2 separate regions of the Mus musculus genome follow, and region 2 is linked to region 1. Evidence: chromatin contacts called from public HiChIP or PLAC-seq data. All regions are on one chromosome and are shown on one strand. Each heading gives the region's core, a stretch centred on a gene start, on an enhancer-like site or on the middle of the called end of the contact. The rest is flanking DNA. Distances are from core to core; before and after follow the strand shown. Region 1 overlaps Mtss1 (MTSS I-BAR domain containing 1). Region 2 overlaps Gm36617 (a long non-coding RNA gene).

Region 1 (7,126 bases), core at 1,344-3,843:
CGGTGATTATTCACGGAGCATCAGTTGCCAAGGAGATAAACAATGATACAAAGTCTGTGCTCCTGGAGCATCCAAGCTGCTGGGAGGAACATAGGAGGAAGAAGCCATGAAAATAAAGTACAATATGCAGAACAAAGACAGAGAAAGGACCGAGGATGCAGAGGACAGGGGTGTGGCTGAAAAGGGTTCCCCACGCTGGGGCTGGAACAACCCAAAGGTGTGGAGAACAAGACTTCCAGCAGAGGGAACAGCAGGCACATTGGTTCTGGGATGAACAGGAATTTGGAGAGGTGAGCACGGGGAACAGGTGGGGTTAGAGGTAAAAAGAGACAGGAAACGGTCAGACCCTGCAAGCTTGCAGGCAGTGGTCAGAGATTTCTAACTTCCTTCTTCCTAAGATGGAGTTTCACAAGTCCGCAGCAGCTGGTAATTAAAGTACCAGTGACTGCCTGAACCCAACAAGTTTATGTGCTTTGAGAGGTGTCATGGTCAACACCATGAGCACAGCACCCAGGACTTGCCAGGGGCTCTCGCTGAGTCCTTTTTTAAACATTTATACATGAGACGGTAAAGCCAGAGGTTTAAGGATGAGCCATAAAAAAAACCCCTCGCTCCTAATTACGAAGAAAGCAGTTCTTCCCATCTCTAAGGTTAAGGAAGAAAATTCTAGAGTCTAGAAGAAGCGACTTAGTAGTCGTCTCTCTCTGACAACTCCAAAGCATCACTTTAAAATGGCTTAGGACCTGGACACATGAGTGCCCGAAGGTCTAGTCACCCAAGAAAATGCAAAGTAAGAGACACAGGGCTCCTTGAGTCTCCATCAGAATCAGCTCCATGAGCCAGGTGTGGTGACGAATGCCTTTAATCCCAGCACTTGGGAGGCAGAGGCAGGCAGATTTCTGAGTTCAAGGCCAGCCTGGTCTACAAATTGAGTTCCAGGACAGCCAGGGCTACACAGAGAAACCCTGTCTCAAAAAAAAAAAAAAAAAAAAAAAAAAAATCAGCTCCATGGAAGCATCCAGATCGTAGCTCAGACCTGGCACACTTGTCCGTAGGGGGTTACTGGCCACAGAGCATAGTCCACTGCGGTTCTAAATGGTCTCTCTTCTAGTCTGCCATGCTGGGTGCAGCTTCTTCAATTATTTTTCTCTATATGGTACTTCTAAACTGCAAGTTCTCTCCTCAGCCAAAGTCCCTCTCCCTCTCCTCCCTCTTCCTCCCCCTCCTCCTCCTCCCCACCCCCCACCCCCCTCTTCCCTGAGATAGGGTTTCTCTGTGGTTACTCTGGCTGTCCTGGAACTCACTCTGCAGACCAGGCTGGCCTCGAACTCAAAAATCCACCTGCCTCTGCCTTCCAAGTGCTGGGATTAAAGGCGTGTGCCACCACTGCCCAGCTATCCTATCTCTTTCTAACCAAGCCCACCTTGTCCTCTGTGCAGGAAAACACCTTGTTTCTGTCCCCAGACCTCTGCTCCCCAGGTACAGATACCTGCACCGGGACTGCCAGGTTCCCAGGGAGGAGGGTCTCTTTGCAGAAGAGGATCAAAGTGGAGACAGCGTTCTGACACTTGCTCACTCCAACCAGATGGCTCAAATTTTAAAACAGACTCTCTGCAGTAGCAGAGCAGCTGAAATGCCCCAAAGGCAAATCTGAGGACAGGTCCAGTAGGGCAATCAAGTCACCGCTTACCCTTGTCTGATATCCATTTCCCTTGTAAAATAAGACATGCAAACAAGTTAAGGTTTTCCAATGGTGGACTAGCCAAGTCCCAACCAGTGTGATGGTGACAGCCTACTGAGTTCACATGCTTCCTGCTTGCTGGCACAGGAGGCCGTAGTAACTCTGTAGAAGTCTGAAGGGAAATTGTGAAGCTGCAATCTCTGGAGAGTCATATGGAATAAATACATTGTAATTCTCTCCAAGGACAGTATGAATTTGGGGATTTGGTGGGGGGGGTTTATCCCTCTTCTTGAATCAAGTGTAAAGTAAAATAAAAGGCCAGTACTAGTCTCTAAGGAATACAAAGGCCATACCAATGCTAAAGGACATCCATACGTCCTTTATCCACCTGGATAGTCACCTGGAATTACGAAGCAGTAAGAAGGGCATGGTGGAAGAACGTTGCCCTCTGCTTCCTGTCAGGAAAGAGACCAGGACTGGCTTCTGCTTCCTTTCCTAGTTAGCTAAGCCCCAAGAGCAGAACTGAAGAACTTAGCTCTGTGCCAAGCAAGCGAAGCCTTCTTCAGAGTTATCTCAAGCTGGGAAGGGAAGTTCCTGCGCATTCTATCCACCTCAGGACAGTGTGGAAGAGACAAGGGCAGGAAAACTACATGAAATGAAGTGATGAGAAGGGACCACACAAGGTGGGTCTGAAGAGACCCTCCTTGAAAGGAATCACTCTCAGAAGTGCCGGGCATGAAGGAGAGCTGGGCACACGCACGCACCACCCAGATGTGGGCCTACCAAGGAAACCGACACCCAAGCCACGATTCCAAAATCCTGTGTGAAAGTCCTCAGGGGGTGAGGGAGAGAGGACTGCGCTAGTCCCTTGAGCTATTTTAAGCACTATGACTTCATCCTGCTTGCTGAAGCAGACAGATGGGCCCCATCAATTCATGCCACTACAGGGGAGGGAGACCCAGACTAGAAGCCACACGTTCATCCTGCCTTCGTGCATCCTGATGATGGGGCTCTGGCACGGGGGCAGGAAGCCCCGTTTCTTTTATTTCTTGTCTTTCCCAAACCTAAGGGTATTTGACAAGTGTCACACTTCATGGAAGCAGCCACCAGGCCTACCCGGACAATGGCCCTGGTGGAGCTGCAGCTAAAGCCAGGAAGCCTTTCTGCTGTGATCAGCCCCAGCTAACCATGACCTCTCTTCCCCTCCAAACACAGAGGCTCCTCCTCAGCAAAGAGTGGAAGAGACAAAAGGCTGAAGATTAGAGCAGAGTGAGGTAGACTCGTGTACCACAGGTCACTCTGGGGCACAGGGTTCCCTCCCACCATCTTTCCATGAACTCAGAGAACCCAAAGGACAGGCATAAGATTAACTATATGCACGTGTGTGCTAACCCTCTGCCAGGCACTTGTCAGTCTTATGTAAAACTCCCAACCACCGTATGTATGAGGTTAGATCCCGCTCATTCTTGTCTCCAATCCCAGCAGAGAGAAGCAAGTCAGAGAGCTGGGACAATAGCAAAGCTGGGAAGACCCCTCCACCATCAGAGGGTAACAGGATCAAATGCTTTGCCGGCCTCCGAAGGGAAGGTGTGAGGCTTACAGAAGACCCTGATTCTCCACCAGCCTACCAGATGTGTCACTAGGAAGCATCATGAGGGAGGAGGGCTGGAGACCAACAAGTGCCGGGGGGGGGGGGGGGTCACTGGGGCCGATGCAAGAACACGGGACAGTTTAATTAATGAGGTCACTGCCTCTTAGATACTTTGGATGCTGCTCAAGGATCCCCTCCAAAGAACTCCAAAATGTCTCCACCGGCTCAAGAGAGCCAGCCCCCAGGCTCATTCTGCAGGAGTCTTCAGTTTGCCCTCCCAGGGCCCCAGCAACCATGAATCTTCCTGGTTCTCTGTCCACCTATTCAGACCGAGTCACACAAGGTAGACTGTACGACAAGGGCGTCTGAGTTTAAGGGGCTTTTGAGAGTCATCTAAATTGCAGTGTGTATCAACACTTCGTTCTTTCTAAGCTCTGATAATATCCCATTAGCTAGATGTCACGATCGGCTCCTGCAGTCATCCAACGGAAGCCGGGTGGCTGGCTTCCATCTTCTGACTATCATGCACCGCACCGCTGTGCACGCTCCTGTGGAGGGCTGTTAACTTTTAAAGTTCTTTTACGTTTGACTCTGACACACACGTATGTGAAGCCTGGTGCTGTGGACTGTATTTGGGGCATGCTGCCTTCCTCATTAACCTATAAGGTTCCAACCCTTCCACCTTTTTATAAGAAAAAATGGCCAAGACTTTCCAGAATTTCCACAGCAGAGTCAGACACAAAGGAATGAGAAGGTGACTGCCAATTATTAGGCTTTTAGAAATTACTCATAACTGAGAATGTGCGGCAGGGCTTTTATGAAGCTGGATATTATTCCAGATACGCATGGGAAATGAGACGGTGGCATGAAAGGTTAGATTAAAAAACAAAATATGACACTACAGGAATACGGAGAGAAGGGAAGAAATGATACAGGGGAAGGAGGGCCATGGTTCTCTACTCTGGCGCTTTCCTTCACTGCTGCCTAATTAGGTGACCTCAGAACGCCCTGGCTGCCCTTCCATCAAAGGTGGCATCCCACGACCACCCAGAGATGATGCTCCCACGTGTAGAAACCCAGCGAATCTCTGTTACAATTCCAAACATCTCGGTAAATGGTGGAAGAGCGACATGCCCAATATCAAACCCCCGTCAATGGAAAAGGCTGACCTTATCCTTAATATCCTCAGTACTTGGCTTCCAAGACCACTCCTCACCAGACAAAGAGAAAGAACCAATCCTTTCTCCGAGTGGAGAAGCCTTACGTCATCGTGAAAAATGTCCCACTTCCCTCAGATCCCTTTCCCATCTAAAGTCTGGGTCTCTGGGTTTCGGATTTGGTATAGAGAATTAAATCACAACGGGTGTGTCGAGGGGGCAAAATGCAGCCTCGCTCTGGGAAACAAGCCTTTGGGGATTCAGCCCCTGGGCGGCAGCCAGCACAGTGCCATACACACGCTGATTAAAGAACCAGGCCGCCACATGTCACTTCAAATATTCTTCACCGTACACATAATAGAGTGGGGCAGATGAACATTCTCATACTGTGCTCCTCCCAATGGGGTGCACAGGCAAAAAATAGACTATTGAAATTGTAAAGGCACTAGGGGTGTGGAGGGGGATGGGAGCAAGATCATCACGGTTGTAAGAGCGACATAGAAGTCTTCTCCCTTAGCATCACCATGAACATCTGTTGTTGATTTCATTCTTTTGTTTTCTCCAATCAAAGGCTCTCAATTAAGGAATAAACAATTGGGGTTGGGGTGGAGGTGGCTACTTAAAAGACAATTTCACTCCGAACATTTCAATTTACACAGGGAAATAAATGACTCACTTTCCATCTCTGCTTCCACCTCCATCCTTCCAAGGTGCTCTGCTTTAAAGGAAACTAGAATGTCCCCAGAAAAGGCCATTTAGTCTCTACCAGAACAGTTCAGCTCCATAAGGGTACAGTGGTGGCCATGGACAAGCCCCAGGAGAACCAGCCAGGTGCATTCCCAGAAATGGGCACACATTTCAACTAAAATTCCATGTCGCCTTAGACTGTGACAGATTCCAACGATCTGAAAGCCTTTCTCAGCTTATGGACAAGTGGCAAACTCATTTTCTGGGGTGTAGTTTGCATAGCACTGCTCTAAATGGCTGGCGCTGAAGTTCTGAGATACAATTCCTCTTGTTCATAGGGGAGGGAAAGGCAGAGGTCTGCGTGAACCAAAAGAGAACCAGGCGAGGGCAAAACAGGAAGAACACAGCAGAGACCAAGAGCCAAACTCTGTCATAGGAATGTTTAGAGACCCATTTAACCGCCTCCTCCCAGGGGACCACAGTTTGAAGACAGGCGACCTTAAAGCTAAAAGTTAAAACACTAGTTCCCTGTGCGAGTTGGTCAGTAGGTGTCCTCTAAACATCTGGTGTGTTCAGTACAGGTCACACTGCCAAATACAAAGCATACCAAAATGCATCTTGCCCCACCAAGGTTTTGAACCCTGGAAGCTTCCGAGAGCTCTAACAGCCGTGGTAGAAAGGAGACACTGGGACTGGCCATCCCTCACACCAGGATCTTCACTGGTCATTTTGATCCACGTTTTTAGAACAAGGAAGCCTTGTTCTCTCAGGAATGGTTCCAGCCTCGTTCTGCTGTTTGGTTCTAGAACCCAACCTCCATCCTTACAAGAACAGACCTAAACACGCCTTTCCCAAACAACCCCAATACGCTCATTCCCTCGTGAGCCCCTATGCTACAACCACCATGGCACTGCCAGACTTCCAAAGACACAGATGTGGCACACACTCCTTATGCTATCAATAACGCCCTGTCCTCTCTTACTTTCTTTACCCCTAAATCCACTGGTTCCTATGAGAATCTGAGGCAGTGGCGGCCTCAGAACCCCACAGACCCACCTCAACTCGAAGTAGCTGTCAATGCTGCACTAGGACCTGACTTTAAGAATCCTTTGTGCGTTCGAAGGTTTGCCATCTCCTGACTGCCTTGTCCACAGAAGACTCTCTAGTCCACAGCAAGTGCTAACAAACTCATGGCTCAGATGGGAGTGTTGCTCTGTGCAAGAAAGTCCTTTCACCAGTAATTCAGAAGTCATTCATGCCTGATCTCAACTCCGTGTGTTCCTTTAGCGGCAGAGCCGGCCACTCTGACTGACATGCACAGGAGCTGAACAGAGTCTGTGGTAATGACTTCTTGGTGTGCGAAAATTCACAAGGATCAAGCACGGTCGCCCACCAAAGCTGAAGGGTCTAGATACACTAAAATTCCACTTAGGAGCTTTAGAAACTGCAAGTCTAACTCTCACCTCAGAGGAGTGACTATTTGTAATGAGGCTGCAGCCAAACCATACCCTGTGTGAGGCTCCAACCCTGATGTCTGTCTCCTAGTACTGTCCTTTCTCTTACACACCTGTGGGCTCACCCACCTACCAACCCTGAGTGAAGAGATGGCTTAGAGGGTAGCCATATGCTCTCTCTGGACCCCTGAGAGCTGCTATTCAGCAAGGAGGTGGGGTGGGGGAGGGAGATCACTAAGGATGTGTTGGGCACTTGAGCTCAAACACCCCCCACCCCCCCCCACCCCACCCCACCCCCGCCCTGGCTTATTTTGCTTAAAAGCAACCACAAAAATCTTTTGTGTCAAAGCCTCATAAGTACAAAATGAAGACACAGAGGAGCTGAGACCACAATGGACACTCCGGCGCTGTACAGCCATTGGGGGGGGGGGGGGGATGGGGGGCCGGGGCAGAGCAGTGCAAAAGCCAAGGGCAGCTTGGGACAGACAGTTGAACTGATACAATAATTCCTGTATAGAGCGAGGGGTATAGAAAATGACTTGGGTGGCCATCCTCC
Region 2 (6,653 bases), core at 2,416-4,915, 250 kb after region 1:
TCTAGACAAGATGCTGCTGGCCATGCCAGGCCCCACAGCATGAAAGATGTCAACCTGAGCTGAAGCCACTTCGAGGGATGTGTCAATAAACCAAGGTGTGCTGTGAGCCCCTGAGCTTGTAAGCCCACCATTTGTTGTCACAGCAGAATTTAACCTGTGCCAACACGGCCTAACACTCATTTCTTTGTCTTATAAATATTTTTCTCAGCTCTTATTGGGCACCAGGCTCTTTGGGAACAGATGCTATATCTTCCAAAGCTAGACCAGAAGTCCAGGCAGACAATGATGAAGGATTTTAGAAGGATACTATAGAAACCAAATGGAGTCCAGACTGGTTGGACTGGGTCACATGTCAATACAAGTTGGATGGGTGTCACTCTGTACTATCGTTATTCCCTCTGCTCTACAAGAAATAGTGCAGAACACGGCTGCATTTGGCATTTCTTGGGGGTCACACTTTGGGGCCTGGAGTGGTCCTGGGGGACAAAGATAGTATCTTAAACCTTTTGTATCCTAACATTCAACCAGTACTTCCTAAAACATCTGAGTCAACAACTCACACTGACACTCAGTAGTAAGGGTCAGTTTCGTGGTTCAGAGGGGTTTATTATTATTATTATTACTGTTATTATTGTTTTTTTTAAAAGTGCTTGCTGCCAAGTTTGACAGACCCAGAGTTCAATCTCAGGACCCACATGATGGAAAGAGCAGATAGACCCTGCAAGTTGTCCTCTGACTTGCACGTGTGTGCCGTGTGTTGTGACGCGAAAACTAAGTAAATGTCATTAAAAACCTTTTAAAAGGAAACACACGGACGAGGAGATGGCTTGGGGGCTATATAAGCACATGCCGCTGCTGCTCTTCCAGAAGACTCATAATCAGTTCCCAGCATCCATGTCAGGGGCTCACGGCTGCCTGGAACCCCAGCTCCAGAGGATCTGACACTCTGTTCTGGTTGTGCTCACACCATGAATGTGCACAGGCACAAGTGTGCATGATTGAAAAAATATTCTAAGGAACACAATACAAGAGGGGAAGATGGAGAGATGGAAGGGAAGGAGACAGAGGAAGACAGGGAGAGGAAGAGAGAGAGGGAGGTGGGGAACAGAGCCCTGTCTGGCCATATGGATGCCTTAAACGTCAGCCCTCATAGGCACCATGCCCTGGGCGTGGAGGGAGAAAGCCTCTTAGGACTCTTAGCCCAGGTAGTCCCCAAGAAGCCTTGAGTGCTTCTTCTGTCATATCCCGTGGTCCATGCATCTAGACTTGGGTCAGGAGTATAGCAGAGTAGCCATGAGTGCAGGAAAGCTGAGAAAGACCTTGACGGTGTCTCCCTTACACTTGGCAGTGTCTCCCCACATGGCACTGACACCAGAATGAACTCAGAAGATAAAGTGCCCTTCAGGAACTGTCCTACATTGAGCTGCTATAAAGAGGTGGTCTCATTCTCGTGACAGTCGGGAAAGGCGGGCTGGTGCAGAGGGGACCCGTTGCAGGAACTTCTCCCCTCGCTTACAAGGCATGCCAGCATGTCAGTGAATAGCCTGATTATCGTGGTTGATCTCCAGAAACCGCTGGGCCCCCGCATAGAGGCAGATGCAGCTCATTGAGACTCTCCCTCAGCTCTGGCAAGAGATGTTGACATCTCCAGATATGATATGGAAAATGCTACCTGAAGCTGTCATGAGATGTTGTCACTTGTTATATCCCCAAAGTACTCTAGAGTCACTGTCAACCTTCAACCCATGGCTGACGGATCCCATATCACCACGAGAATGTCTCTGCTGCTCTCTGGTGACATGGAAGTGGGTATCCATCCCATCTCCTTTCATCCCACCCCAAATGACCAAGTATCAGCCATTTCCTTCTCCTCCAGATTCTTGTTCCAAGTCATAGGCTACAACCATTGCCCCTACCCAGGGGTGCTGTCGCCAGAGTAGATAGAAAACAATGTGACTGCACATATAAATGTTAACTATGCTCCGTAGGGGAGACACTGTGGCTTAAAACTCACATTGTGACCCTCAGACTTGGGCTGGTGAGATGGCTCAGTAGGAAGGGCAGGTGCTGCCAAGCTTGACAACTTGAGTTGGATTCCCAAGACCCACATGGTGGAAGGAGAGAACCAGTTTCCACAAGTTGTTCTTTGACCCTCACATGTATGCTGTTAAACACACACACACACACACACACACACACACACACACATATACATATAGACACATCACAAATACTTGTAATAATTTAAAAAAAAAAGCCCTCAGACTCTGTTTTTATTTTTTGAGGTGGTTCCATTTGTAGTCATACGAGGATCTGACACTCTGTTCTGGCTGTGCTCACACCATGAATGTGCACAGGCACAAGTGTGCATGATTGAAAAAAAAATTCTAAGGAACACAATACAAGAGGGGAAGATGGAGAGATGGAAGGGAAGGAGACAGAGGAAGACAGGGAGAGGAAGAGAGAGAGGGAGGTGGGGAACAGAGTCCCCTCTGGTCCTCTCACGGGCTGTCTCTTCCCAGTCTGCGTTTTGAACAGGCCAGACTCCCTCCCTTGGGCCGCATGTGGATGCTTTCCTCTGCTCAGCAGATGACTAAGTGGCGTCTTTGGGGGAAGCATCTTTCCTCCAGAAGCCAACTGGGCGGCTGAGGGTGGCATGTCACAAATGTCATGAAGGATGGCAAAGGGAAGCAAGGAGTGCACCCGTTCAAGCCTCTTCATGTCAAGCTTGTTCAACTTAAATTTCCAGTGACTTCATTGGAAATTTTAAATCGTGGGATTTCTCCCACACCGTGCCCTTAGGAAACAAACACAAACAGGCAAGTCTCACAAGGGGGACCCATGTAGTTTGTTTCTGCCTGAACATTTGCAAGGGATATTAGTCTCAGAAACATGGGAGACACCTGAACATGTATGTTCAGTGTGTCCAGCTTTCTGGAGACAGGAGGGAAGGAAAATGAAAGTACAGACAGGTTCCCTGTGGGCCAGCTTTGACCTCAGCAGTTCTGACGCATTAGCCAGTGTTTACCTTCCAGTCCGTCCCGGCTACAGCTCCTTCAAAGTCACCCCTTGATTGGTGATGAGGATATGGAGATGCACAGGTGTTGCATGGCTTGTCTGAGTGACAAGCTTGCCCGGCAGTTGCAAGATGAACATCGTGCTCAGTAAAAGAATCATGCAGACCCATGATTCTCGAACTGAACTCTTACACAAAAGAAAAACAAAACCTAGAGAAGGGTTGTGTCCTATTTTATAGATGGAAAAAAAAATGGGACTTTTTATTTAATAAGTGACTTAGCAAATGTTGTTAAATCAGGGTGTCTCTGCAGGTGAGACGTGGATATGTCAACCCTCCCAGCCACCTAGGACCCAGCCACCCTGTGTGTGGAAGGAAGAAGCCTTGGGGAACAGGTCTCGGCCCAGGCAACCAACCAACAAAGAGACTCAGACTGATCCTATGGACAAAATGTTAGGGGTGACAAGTGTCACATTGCAGGCTTATAGTAGGGAGTAGAATAGAATGGATCTGCACAGTGAGTGAGGAAAGACACTGTCCTGTCTCCTCACAGATGGCTGCCTTCTGGCTCCAGGGCTCTGGCCAGCAGCCCTGTGCTATGGCCATGACCTACTTTTCGTTCAGCCGGTTATAGCCGTATGGCCTATTTCTTTCCTGCAGAATTATTTCCTAACGCTGGCTGGGTATGACTTGCTGAGCACAGCATTTATACACTTGGATGTGAAGAAAGAAAAAAACCCCTTTAAACTGGCAGAATCACATTCTGGAGCCGGGAAAAATTAAGATCAGAGTCTCAGATGGTTCTCTGCTTGCTTTCACATTGGTTTCCATTCTACAACTGCCCCAAGTTTTGTGTGTGTGTGTGTGTGTTTTAAAGGCTGTGGGTTGCTGTACCAAGTGCTTCCCTAACTAATACCTATTAGAATACAGTCTTTCCCAAGCTTGCTTTGCACAGTGGCATCTTAACTTGCTCATAAAATCCCACTGCCCGCAGAGGGCCCTGCTTGCGGGATCCGAGGGAAGAGAGTGAGAGTGGTGGTAAGTGACGTTAAGGTGGTAATTAGGCAAGGTAATTAGACCCTGTTGAAAGAGCTGAGCTGCAAAGTGCATGGTGATAAAGGGGCTGCCTAGACAACTAAATGGGTGTAATTAGATACAAAAGCGCCCATTCTCTCTTCCTTTCTGCTTCTCAAGACTTTCCGATTCTCAAGTCCAAACCTGCAGGTCCTCCCCTCACCCCCCCCCTGCGCCCCAGAGACCTGGGGAGTGTTCTGTCCCTCAGCTAGCAACCTCCCCCTAGTCTGAGCCTTAGAGTTCCTTATCCTTTTCTCTACCTTATTGCCACACTCCCAAAACAGAGCTGCAAACTCTAAGGATTCTCAGAGCATACGGATTTCAAAATCAGCCAGCCTGGAAGTCAAAAAGCTTATACACTCCTGCGGGGCCGGGAGCTCTTAGTTCCCGACTCTCCTTGGAAATTGATCGGATGCTCCATCGGCTCTGGAAATGGGGCTCCACCCACTGTGGGTTTTGACTCCTGCCCCAGATGATCTTTTCAACACACAAATTGGAACGCATCATTCTTTTGCTCAAACACCCCCCCCCCCGGGGGGCTTCCCAGTGTACACACAGTGGCCCCAGGCTCTTTCCCTGACGTCAGTGTCCTCAGTGATCTGACCTCTTCGGCTGCCTCATTCTCCCTCTCCACGCCATGATGCCGTGAACCTGCTTTGGTCTGACTCCCCTGTTAAGTTTCCAGCCTATCTGCGTCTCCGCACTCCGGACATTTGCACTGGCCAGTCCTGAGGGTCTCAGCTGAAATGTCACCTCCCCACGGAGTCTTCTTGCTTCACCTTTGCCAGCTGTTCTGTCTCCTTGGTGCTTTTGTTTACTTCAGACCACTAAACCACAACCGGAACTACTTATTGTTTGTCTCTTGTTCTCCGCCTCCCAGCAGGCTGCAGACTCGCTTGAGAGTAAATGGTCTTTTTCACTGTTAAAGGGATACATCTGGAGTCCTTCAAACAATGGCAGCTGAAACAGCAGCAACAGCAACAACAACAACACATTACTATTTCTTCTGTACCTATATTGGGCAGCCACGTTAATTTTTCAACGCCTGTCAGTTTGCCTCCGATTTCAGCAATTACCCCCGATCCAGGCCTTCGCATTACTTTCTTGGGTTTATACTTGCTACTTTTTTTTTTTTTTCTATCACAAACACCGGGACCAAAAGTAACTCGGGGGAGAAAGGCTTTATATCACCTTGAGGGGCTATCACCAAGGGAAGGCAGGTGTTAAAGCAAAAACCTGGAGGCGGGAACTGAAGCACGGAGGGGTGCTTACTGGTTTGCTCCCTGTGGTTTACTCAGCTTGCTTTCTTTTTTGTTTTGTGTTTTTGGTTTGTTTGTTTGTTTCCAGACAGGGTTTCTCTGTATAGCCCTGGCTGTCCTGGAACTCACTTTGTAGACCAGGCTGGCCTCGAACTCAGAAAGAAATCCACCTGCCTCTGCCTTCCGAGTGCTGGGATTAAAGGTGTGTGTGCTCCACCACATCAGGCTTCAGCCTGCTTTCTTATGCCACCCGCGACCACAGGATGGCACCACTCACAGTGGAATGGGCCCTCTAAGGCAATCATCAGTAAAATGTTCCGTAGACCTGCCTACAGGGCAATCTGATGTTGGTCATTCCACACCGGGAGTGAGGTTTCTTCTTTCTGGATGACTCCTGCTTCTGTCTAGCCACCCCACAACACACATGGACATGAGTCATTCACTCACTAGTATCTATGAGGAGTCCATAAGCCCAGCTCAGAAGGGCGCTTTCACCAAATCTAACACCAAGTTTCTAACTGAATGGGAAAGCAGGCGAACAACTCAGTAAGGTGGTCCCCCGACACTGTAGTAGAGAACTACTGTATGCCCCAAGGGATGGAGAGGGTAGAGATGGTGATGGCAGAGGTGGAGAGGGTGGGGTGGAGGAGGTGTAGGGGTGAAAAAGTAGAGGATGGAGAGGCTATGGGTGTAGGGGGTAAGAATGGAGAGTGTAGGGTTTGAAAAAGTAAGGATGGATAGTTTAGAAATGGAGAGGATAGGGTAGAGAGGATGCAGATGGAGAGGATGCAGATGGAGAGGATGCAGATGGAGAGGACAGGTGAAGAGGGTAAGGGTGGTTAGGGTGGGGGTGATGAGTGTAGGAATTGAGAAAGTGGGGGTGTCCAGGGTAGGGTTAAAGAAGGTAAGCATGGCATGTAGGGAAAGAGAAGGTGGAAGTGAAGAAAGGTTGGGATGCTAAGGTGGAGAGGGTAGGGGTGGAGAGTGTATTTTTGGAAAGGTCAGGCATCTCCATGCCGCTAAAGGTTCTGGCCAAACTTCCCATAAATGGCTCTCGAGCAACTGTCTCCAGGAGTTCCCAAGTAGATAAGCAGTGTCCGAGGGGAGTCTCAGATGGATGAGGTCGTTCAGATCCACGAGCTAAAGAGCTATGCCGGCGAGTTTGCACTGAGGTACAGCTTGTGAGCCAGGGAGGCGAGGCAGGCATTTCAGAGATGCGTCTGTGGGAACTGAGTCCCTGCTTCATCCGTCTCTAAGGAGCTAAGTGACCTTGTTTCCTCTTCTCTGGCTGGCTGGTAGGTACT

The links. HiChIP or PLAC-seq counts read pairs in DNA pulled down with a chosen protein or histone mark.
Region 2: an H3K4me3 HiChIP or PLAC-seq map of forebrain shows a contact between it and region 1, with 4 times the contacts expected there. The contact joins two enhancer-like sites. A contact is called at or near these places in 2 of 484 Hi-C or Micro-C datasets (nephron progenitors and ventricular fibroblasts), 7 of 115 datasets of contacts at active chromatin or transcription factors (bone marrow-derived macrophages, embryonic basal ganglia, embryonic hindbrain and 4 more) and 3 of 9 other capture datasets (adipose tissue, embryonic stem cells and pancreatic islet).

Annotation. Positions count from the first base shown.
Region 1 is chr15:59,027,633-59,034,758 of GRCm38.p6, forward strand. The region is part of intron 3 of Mtss1 (MTSS I-BAR domain containing 1); the gene reads right to left. Among named protein-coding and RNA genes, the nearest start is that of Gm41330, 37 kb to the left of the region's middle. Within about 2 kb of position 2,594, at least 109 of the 459 cell types and tissues checked have an H3K27ac peak or open chromatin away from gene starts, as enhancers often do. A contact at or near this core is called in forebrain and pancreatic islet, where this site is marked.
Region 2 is chr15:59,275,381-59,282,033 of GRCm38.p6, forward strand. All of the region lies in intron 2 of Gm36617 (a long non-coding RNA gene), which reads left to right. Among named protein-coding and RNA genes, the nearest start is that of Gm36617, 32 kb to the left of the region's middle. Within about 2 kb of position 3,666, at least 90 of the 459 cell types and tissues checked have an H3K27ac peak or open chromatin away from gene starts, as enhancers often do. A contact at or near this core is called in forebrain and pancreatic islet, where this site is marked.